Regions from separate parts of the Sus scrofa genome. Here region 1 is linked to region 2. Evidence: chromatin contacts called from public promoter capture Hi-C data. All regions are on one chromosome and are shown on one strand. The core of a region is the stretch at or near the end of the contact, and the rest is flanking DNA. Distances in the headings are between cores, read along the strand shown.

What was found. Promoter capture Hi-C pulls out the DNA fragments that hold promoters and counts their contacts.
Region 1: a contact with region 2 is called in a promoter capture Hi-C map of liver, with 4 times the contacts expected there. The contact joins the promoter of ERP44 here to the promoter of SEC61B in region 2. A contact is called at or near these places in 2 of 5 promoter capture datasets (fetal skeletal muscle and liver), 3 of 47 Hi-C or Micro-C datasets (heart right ventricle, psoas muscle and skeletal muscle) and 2 of 2 datasets of contacts at active chromatin or transcription factors (alveolar macrophages and skeletal muscle).

Annotation. Positions count from the first base shown.
Region 1 is chr1:241,895,914-241,899,418 of Sscrofa11.1, forward strand. ERP44 (endoplasmic reticulum protein 44) reads right to left here and starts at 1,519. Exons shown (of 12, transcript NM_001137629.1): 1 at 1,380-1,519. The coding sequence starts at 1,436. INVS (inversin) reads left to right here and starts at 1,772. Exons shown (of 17, transcript XM_021066620.1): 1 at 1,772-2,014.
Region 2 is chr1:240,983,920-240,987,366 of Sscrofa11.1, forward strand. SEC61B (Sec61 translocon beta subunit) reads left to right here and starts at 1,254. Exons shown (of 4, transcript NM_001243825.1): 1 at 1,254-1,345; 2 at 1,537-1,634. The coding sequence starts at 1,343. It overlaps ALG2 (ALG2, alpha-1,3/1,6-mannosyltransferase), which reads right to left and starts at 897. Exons shown (of 2, transcript NM_001101029.1): 1 at 534-897. The coding sequence starts at 881.

The DNA.
Region 1 (3,505 bases), core at 269-2,768, 910 kb after region 2:
TAGAAACAGCTCTACAAAGAGTATTTTCCTCTACACAGAAGCTACTCATTACTTTTAGTTTTAAGTGACAATAAGACACTTTTATCATTTAGCACTACCATGTTCATATTCAACTTTTAGTTCTAGGAAGAACTATGACATCCACTTTAGTTTTTTATAATACTTTCTCTGAAAAGGTTCAAGTACTGTGTATGGCTTTTGCATATGATTTGGAAATCACAAAGAAAGAGGAAGCACAGAGAAGAGAAGGGGAAACAAGAAGAGAAGGTATAGAGAGAGAGAAATTATTTCAAACGCAAATATTAAAAATTTAACATAATATGGTAGAATAAGCACTGAGAGTCCATAGACCTGCTTCAAATTCCAGTTCTGCCAGTAACCAGCTATATGTCAATTATGTTTCTCACAATATAAAGAGTGATTATGACTTAATGTTCACCTTAAATTCAGCTTTTAAAAAATAAACTGATTAAAGTATTTTCAAGTATTGTATTATAACAACAATTAAAGGTATATCATTTTATCATATGGAGTTAGTCTTTCACTTTTGCCTCAATGTGACCTGCAGCTTGGATTACTTAGGTTGCACAAAGATGTACTTTGGAGGAAGAAGGACCAGGGGAAGATTCCTTTACAAGATGGGATGGTACTGAGCCGGTGAGAGAGTTAAAGAGTAAGTGCGTATGTATACAGAAGACCAGGTCATTCACAAATCAGGAGCACTAAAGAACAAATGTGCTTATATTTCAGGTGGGGGGCAGTGAAACAAGACGTGAGTGAGGCCCTGAGCTGAGGCTTTCTGGTAATCAAAGCCTCCACCCTTCAAACCTTTACTCCCCCGGTGGACACCAGACCAGTTTCCAGTTCCGGGTTCCCAACCAATCGTATCAAGCCACAACAGAGGGCTCCGCCAAACCGGGCACCGTTTCAGGGCTCTAGAGAGATTCACACGACCCCAGCACCTGTCGGCCTCACATTTTTCCCAAAAGGAGGGGGTGGGAGGGAGCAGTAGGTCTATCCCCCGTCCTTTTGGACTTAGGCTACCACGAAGTCCACGAGCCCTTTAGACCAAAACAACCTCCGAACTCCGTGGGAAGGGGCGCTACTAGCCGTCACCCTCCCAAAGATCCTTCATTCAGGGCTAATTCTCCTGTTCACAGGTCCCAACCTCCGACAGTGGTTTCTCAGGCCTTGGGAACCCCGGGCCTGGGAAGCGGACAGACGGATGTCGAGAATGAAGGCAGCAGGAGAAGGTGCACTCCTCGCCACTAGAAGAAAAGATAGGAAAGCAGGAGTCGGGGCAGCTGTAAGCCTCTTGGCTAGCGGGGGAGGACGTCCGTGAGTCAGTCGAAGGGTCTGTCATTCCTTCACTCACTCACCAGGAGCAGGAGGGAGCATCTGAGGTCGGGTAAGGATAGGAAGACGGCAGGATTCATGGTAAAGCCGGGGTCCGCGGCAGGGACGGGCCTTGGCGGCTGGGACTGGAGAGGGTTGGGTTGGGTTAGGAAAGGGCTGGGCTCCGGGAGCCGGCGGTAGCGGAAGACTCTCCCGGCAGCGGCACCTCGTCCTCTCGACCCGGAGCTCCAGCGGCGAACACCCGGGACAATTTCCAGAGAGGCCTCTCACATCCTCACTTCCGGGTCCTGCCCACCTCGGAGCATCTAGGGAAATGTAGTCCTGGGCCATTTTCAAGGATCAGGACAGCGGGCGCCCAGAACTCTTTTCCCATCAGGCTCTTGGCCCGAGTCCACCGATTCCGCTGCGCGCGGGGACCTGTGGGATAGAAAGGGCGGAGGGCGGGTGCACTCCTGTGTTTTAGAAGATGAGAACTACAATTCCCAGAAGGCTGTACAGTCGAGAGACTGGGACGGCCTTCTGAGGGATTCCGCTAGTTTTAGCACGGTGGGCTCTATCCCAGCCGGATGTAGTGGCCTGACCTGGTGAGAGGGTCGGGCCAGCGGGGCTCGTCCCTCCTGGAGCCACCCCTAGGAAGTGAGTCCTGGAGGAGGCGAGGGTGAGTAGGAGGGGGCATCGCTGGGGAGGCACTAAACAATCTGCCACGCCTTGGCCCCTGCCTCAAACTCAAGGGCCTCTTGGCCTGAGTTGTGGCCTGAACCTCCATCACTAGCCTCCTTGCCTGCTACCTCTTCTTTCTGCACTAATTCCTGCATTATAAAAGAACCACTTCTCTGGGTTTCAGTGGAATGTGTCAATAACTTAACCCTAATTGTTTCTTTGGCTCCTGTACGGAATAGATATGGGATGGACTGGAAGAGCACGTTGTAAAGTGAAAACTCAGTGCGAGAGTGATTGCTGCTAATGCGTGGATCACTCTTACAGAATAATTACAAAATTCGTTAGCCAAGTAGTTGAGGAACTTAACCTGAGCTGGGTTAGCTCTCCAACCCAGCCAAGGCACATGCCCCAAGTGGTAGCCACACAATCACTGCCAAGTAATCAGGAGGTACTTGGCTCTTCTGTGGTTCTCCCTACCCCTTGCCTTTCCTTCAACTTCCCTGCTGCCTGAATGGAAGCTTCTCTTCTCTACTTGGATAGCATCTCAACTGTCACCATCAGTGACAACTTACCAAACAATCAACACTTTGGATTTAATCAAAATTACTCTTCTTTGCTTGTGACTACAGCACCACTAGTTTTCTATAGTTAGAATTACTGGAGCATTTACTACACTGGCTTGTTTTGTAATTAGTTGATGATGATGGTACTTTTGCATTTATAGCATTCCTTAATTAACAAAGTGGTTTTGATTTTCATCTATAGAAGTTTACAAAAAGCATTATAACTAAATATATATGTATATACATGCATATACATATATATATATTTGAGCTAAAAAAAGAAAAGAAAAAAGAACCCTGAAGAATGGATTTCTTGGACTAATAAAAGTAAATAGCGGTAGAGCCAAAATTTTTAATTAGGTCTCTTCTCCTAGTCCAGTGTTCTTATCTCCATACCACTCAGTGAACTCTCTGACAGACAAATGAGGAATTAAAGAACAGAGACTCATGAGTATGAACTCCTTACTCCAAGAACCTAAACTTTGACCCTGCTCACTCTCTGGACTTAGCACTCAGCCTACGACTTTTCATTCAACAAACATTTCCTGAACACCAGCTACATAGCTGTTACTGTGCTAAATGCTAAGAATTAAGAGACAAAGTATATATAAATATAACTGAGATAAAAATTTAAGCTTATTTCTCAAAAGGTATGAAAAATTTCTCTGACTCTGATGATCACTTAGAGTCTAAAGTAACAGGTATTAAAGTTCAGAACAGTGTCTAACACATTGTTGGCCCTCCACTTGTTGAATAAATCAACATGGCCTACTGTTTACATATTTCTTTGTGTGTGGGTCGGTGGGTGTGTGCTTTTTAAGGCCACACCTGCACCATATGGAAGTTCCCAGGTCAAAATGGAGCTGCAGTTGCCAGTCTATGCCACAGCCATAGCAACAGGGGATCCAAACTGCATCTGCCACCTG
Region 2 (3,447 bases), core at 4-2,503:
ACTTTTCTCCAAAGACTAGTGGGAAACCATGTTAAAGTTTTGAAAGGGACAGCACCTGTTTAGCTTGGGGTTTTTAACACATGACACTGCTAAGGAGTGGGGTGGTCCGGCTGCACGTGCTATAGTGGGCCATATGTGGCCTGGAAGTAGTGTCAACAGGAATAATGCAAAGAAGGAAGAAATACGAGTTACTCAGAAGTAAAAGGTGACTGAAGGCTGACTTCTAATACTCCTGTTTTCTTAGAGCGAGCACCAAGGCCCGTCGTTTCAGATTCATCGACGATCTAGTGAAAATGCAGATTTCGGGCACCACCTCAGGGGTCTAGGATGAAAACACCCGAGGGTGGGGCCAAGTAATCCGCAACTTTAACGTGTTCACACTAAAGTTCGAGCACCAGCGTCACTCCCAACTCTGATCGCTCCACATCAGTTTCGATGTTTCCGAACAACACAGAGAAATTCAGAGGTCATGCAGCGCGCCCTCCATACAGAGTTAAAAGAGGCTCGGCGATGGCTTGGTGTGGCCACCTCACCTGGTCGCATACGACCACGTCGAACTCCTCGTCGCTGAGGAAAAGCACGTAGAGCGCCAGGTAAATCATGCGCAGGTAGGCGCACACCGCGCCGCCGCGGCCGCCCCAGCCCAAGCTGCGCGGCAGCCAGTCCCCGGCGCAGCGCACCGGCAGCTCGCGGCTTTCGGCGAAGCAGTGGCCCGGGTCGTAGTGCGCGGTCCAGATCTTCACGCTGCATCCGCGGGCCTGCAGCGCCAGCGCCGCGTCTAGCACCAGCCGCTCGGCGCCGCCCACGCCAAGGTCCGGGTGTAGGAACAACACCGACGGCTTAGGACCCGGGTCCTCATCTTGGCCCTGATTCTCCTCCATCGTCCAGAAGCCGCCTCGGCGCGGACGCTTAAGGGCTTCCGCGCATGCTCTTTTCCCCGTCCTCCCAGCGGGCCCTTCTGGGGATCGACCACGCCCCGCGGTGTGCGCGTTGGTTAGGCCACATCAGCGCGAATCTGTGGGCAACTAGTAACTGCCGGAGGAAATTTCTCGTCTGACCATGGCTGGGATCTCCCACTGGCAGAGACTGGACTCTAGGAAGGACTCTGTGATCCAAGTGAAAAGATAGGAAGTCTGTAATTCCTATACAGCACTAAGTCGCCTGTACTAAAATTCCTCCAGGCACATAGTCGGACAGCCCAGGCGTCCCTGGAGTCAGCGAGGACCCTGCCAGCAGGTCCGGGGGCGGGACCAGAATCAGTCTCTCCGGCCGCTGGTCTGTTGAGGGCTCTACCGTTTCCCCGCCATCAACTTCAGTTGCCTGCTTCTCTCCAGTTTCCAGCATGGTATGTGGCCCCAGCCTTGCCTTCTTGTCCCGGCTTCTCCCATGCGCCCTGATTTTTGCCGTATGCTTTGTCCTTCTTCCGCGGCTCCTTTGCTTCCCCCAGGCCCCGGTGCAGGTCTTCGCCGTCAGGGCCCGGGGTCTGGGGGCCGGCCGGCGGCGCTAACCCGTTTCTCACCTTGTCTCCCTCCACAGCCCGGTCCGACGCCCAGTGGCACCAACGTGGGCTCCTCAGGACGCTCTCCCAGCAAAGCAGTGGCCGCCCGGGCGGCAGGATCCACGGTCCGGCAGAGGTAAGGACCCCTGCGATCTTCTCTAGGTGGGCTCGGAGGGATCCGGCCCAGGAATTCTCTGGTTCTGACAAGGAGACTTCTGATGTTACGGTTCACAGGGGCGAAAGGATGCAGGTGGTGCGGCCGTAGCGATAGTTAAAAGACTTTTGGTGTTTTGTGTCTCGAGAGGGAGACATTTTCTTCCCAATGTTCAGTTTTGAGCATCACTTTTGAAATAAGAAAGTTAAACTGGGGTGAGGCCGGAAGCAACATTAAGAAAACTGATGTCATTAATCTCCTGTCTCTAGACCTGAGCTTTACACTCAACATTAGTGTTTGGAAATCCTGTACAGACTCAAACTAACACGACTTGTCTAATACACAATTCTTGTCTCTCCGTTCACCTCAACGTCTGCTCCCAAGTATATCTCTTTACTTCCATATGGCAACTGCTACATACTTGTTCACCCAAGCCAGAACATCGGTGTCATCTTAGATTATTATTTAATGCTGTGGCTCTATCCTGTACCTTTACATTGTACAGGGAAACTTTCTCAACAGTTCTTTCCTTATCCATTTCTTCTGACTCAGTCTCTCACCTAGGAAATATTCTACCTAATTTTTGTCTTCTCTAGGTTATTTCCATTTTAATACTCTGCTCTGATTCTGTCATTGTAGTGGTTAGTGTCCATGTTGGTTTCTTGTTGCTGAACTTAAAAAACGCAGGCTGGGAGTTCCAGTCGTGGCTCAGAGGAAACGAATCCGACTAGTATCCATGAGGATGCAGGTTCGATCTCTGGCCTTGCTTAGTGGGTTAAGGATCCATCATTGCCGTGAGCTGTGGTGTAGGTCGAACACGCAGCTGGGATCCTGCATTGCTGTGGCTGTGGTGTGGGATAGCAGCTGCAGCTCTGATTCAACCCCTAGCCTGCGAACTTCCATATGCTTTGGGTGAGGCTCTTAAGAAAAAACAAACAAACAAACAAAAAACTGCAGGCAGTGGGGGGTGCCAAGGCTCTTGGTGGTGTTTTTCCCCCCCAGCCAAACCACCTCTCTTCTCCCTCTCTTCTGTGAAGTGAAACTGAAATGTATTGTCTAAAAGTGGCACTCTTTGCAGACTTAACTGCAACACATGACAGTGTAAAACTCCTAGAAGAGAACATAGGCATAACATTCTGACATAATGCGTGTCAATGTTTTCTTAATTTCCCAAGGCAATAGATATCAAAGCAAAAATAAACAAATGGGACCTAATCAAACTTATAAGCTTTTGTATAGCAAAAGAAGCCGTAAACAAAACAAAAAGACAACCCACAGAATAGGAGAAAATATTTGCGAATGATGAAATTGGCAAGGGCTTAATCTCCAAAATACACAAACAGCTCATACAACTCAGTAACAACAACAAAATCCAAACAACACAATAAAAAATGGGCAGAAGACCTAAATAGACATTTCTCCAAAGAAGACATACAGATGACAAATAGGCACTTGAAAAGAATCTAAACATTGCTAATTTTTACAGAAATGCAAATCAAAACTACACTGAGGTACCACCTTACCCTGCTCAGGATGGCCATCATTAAAAAGTCTACAGATAACAAACACTGGAGAGGATATGGAGGAAAGGGAACTTCCTCTCTTGCACTGTTGGTGGGGAAGTAAATTGGTACAGCTACTATGGAAAACAGTATGGAGGTTCCTCAAAAAACTAAAAATAAGAGTTACCATGTAATCCAGCAATCCCACTTTAGGGCATATATCCACACAAAACTATAATTCGGAAAGATACATGCACCCCTATGTTCATAGCAGCACTATTTGCAATAACTAA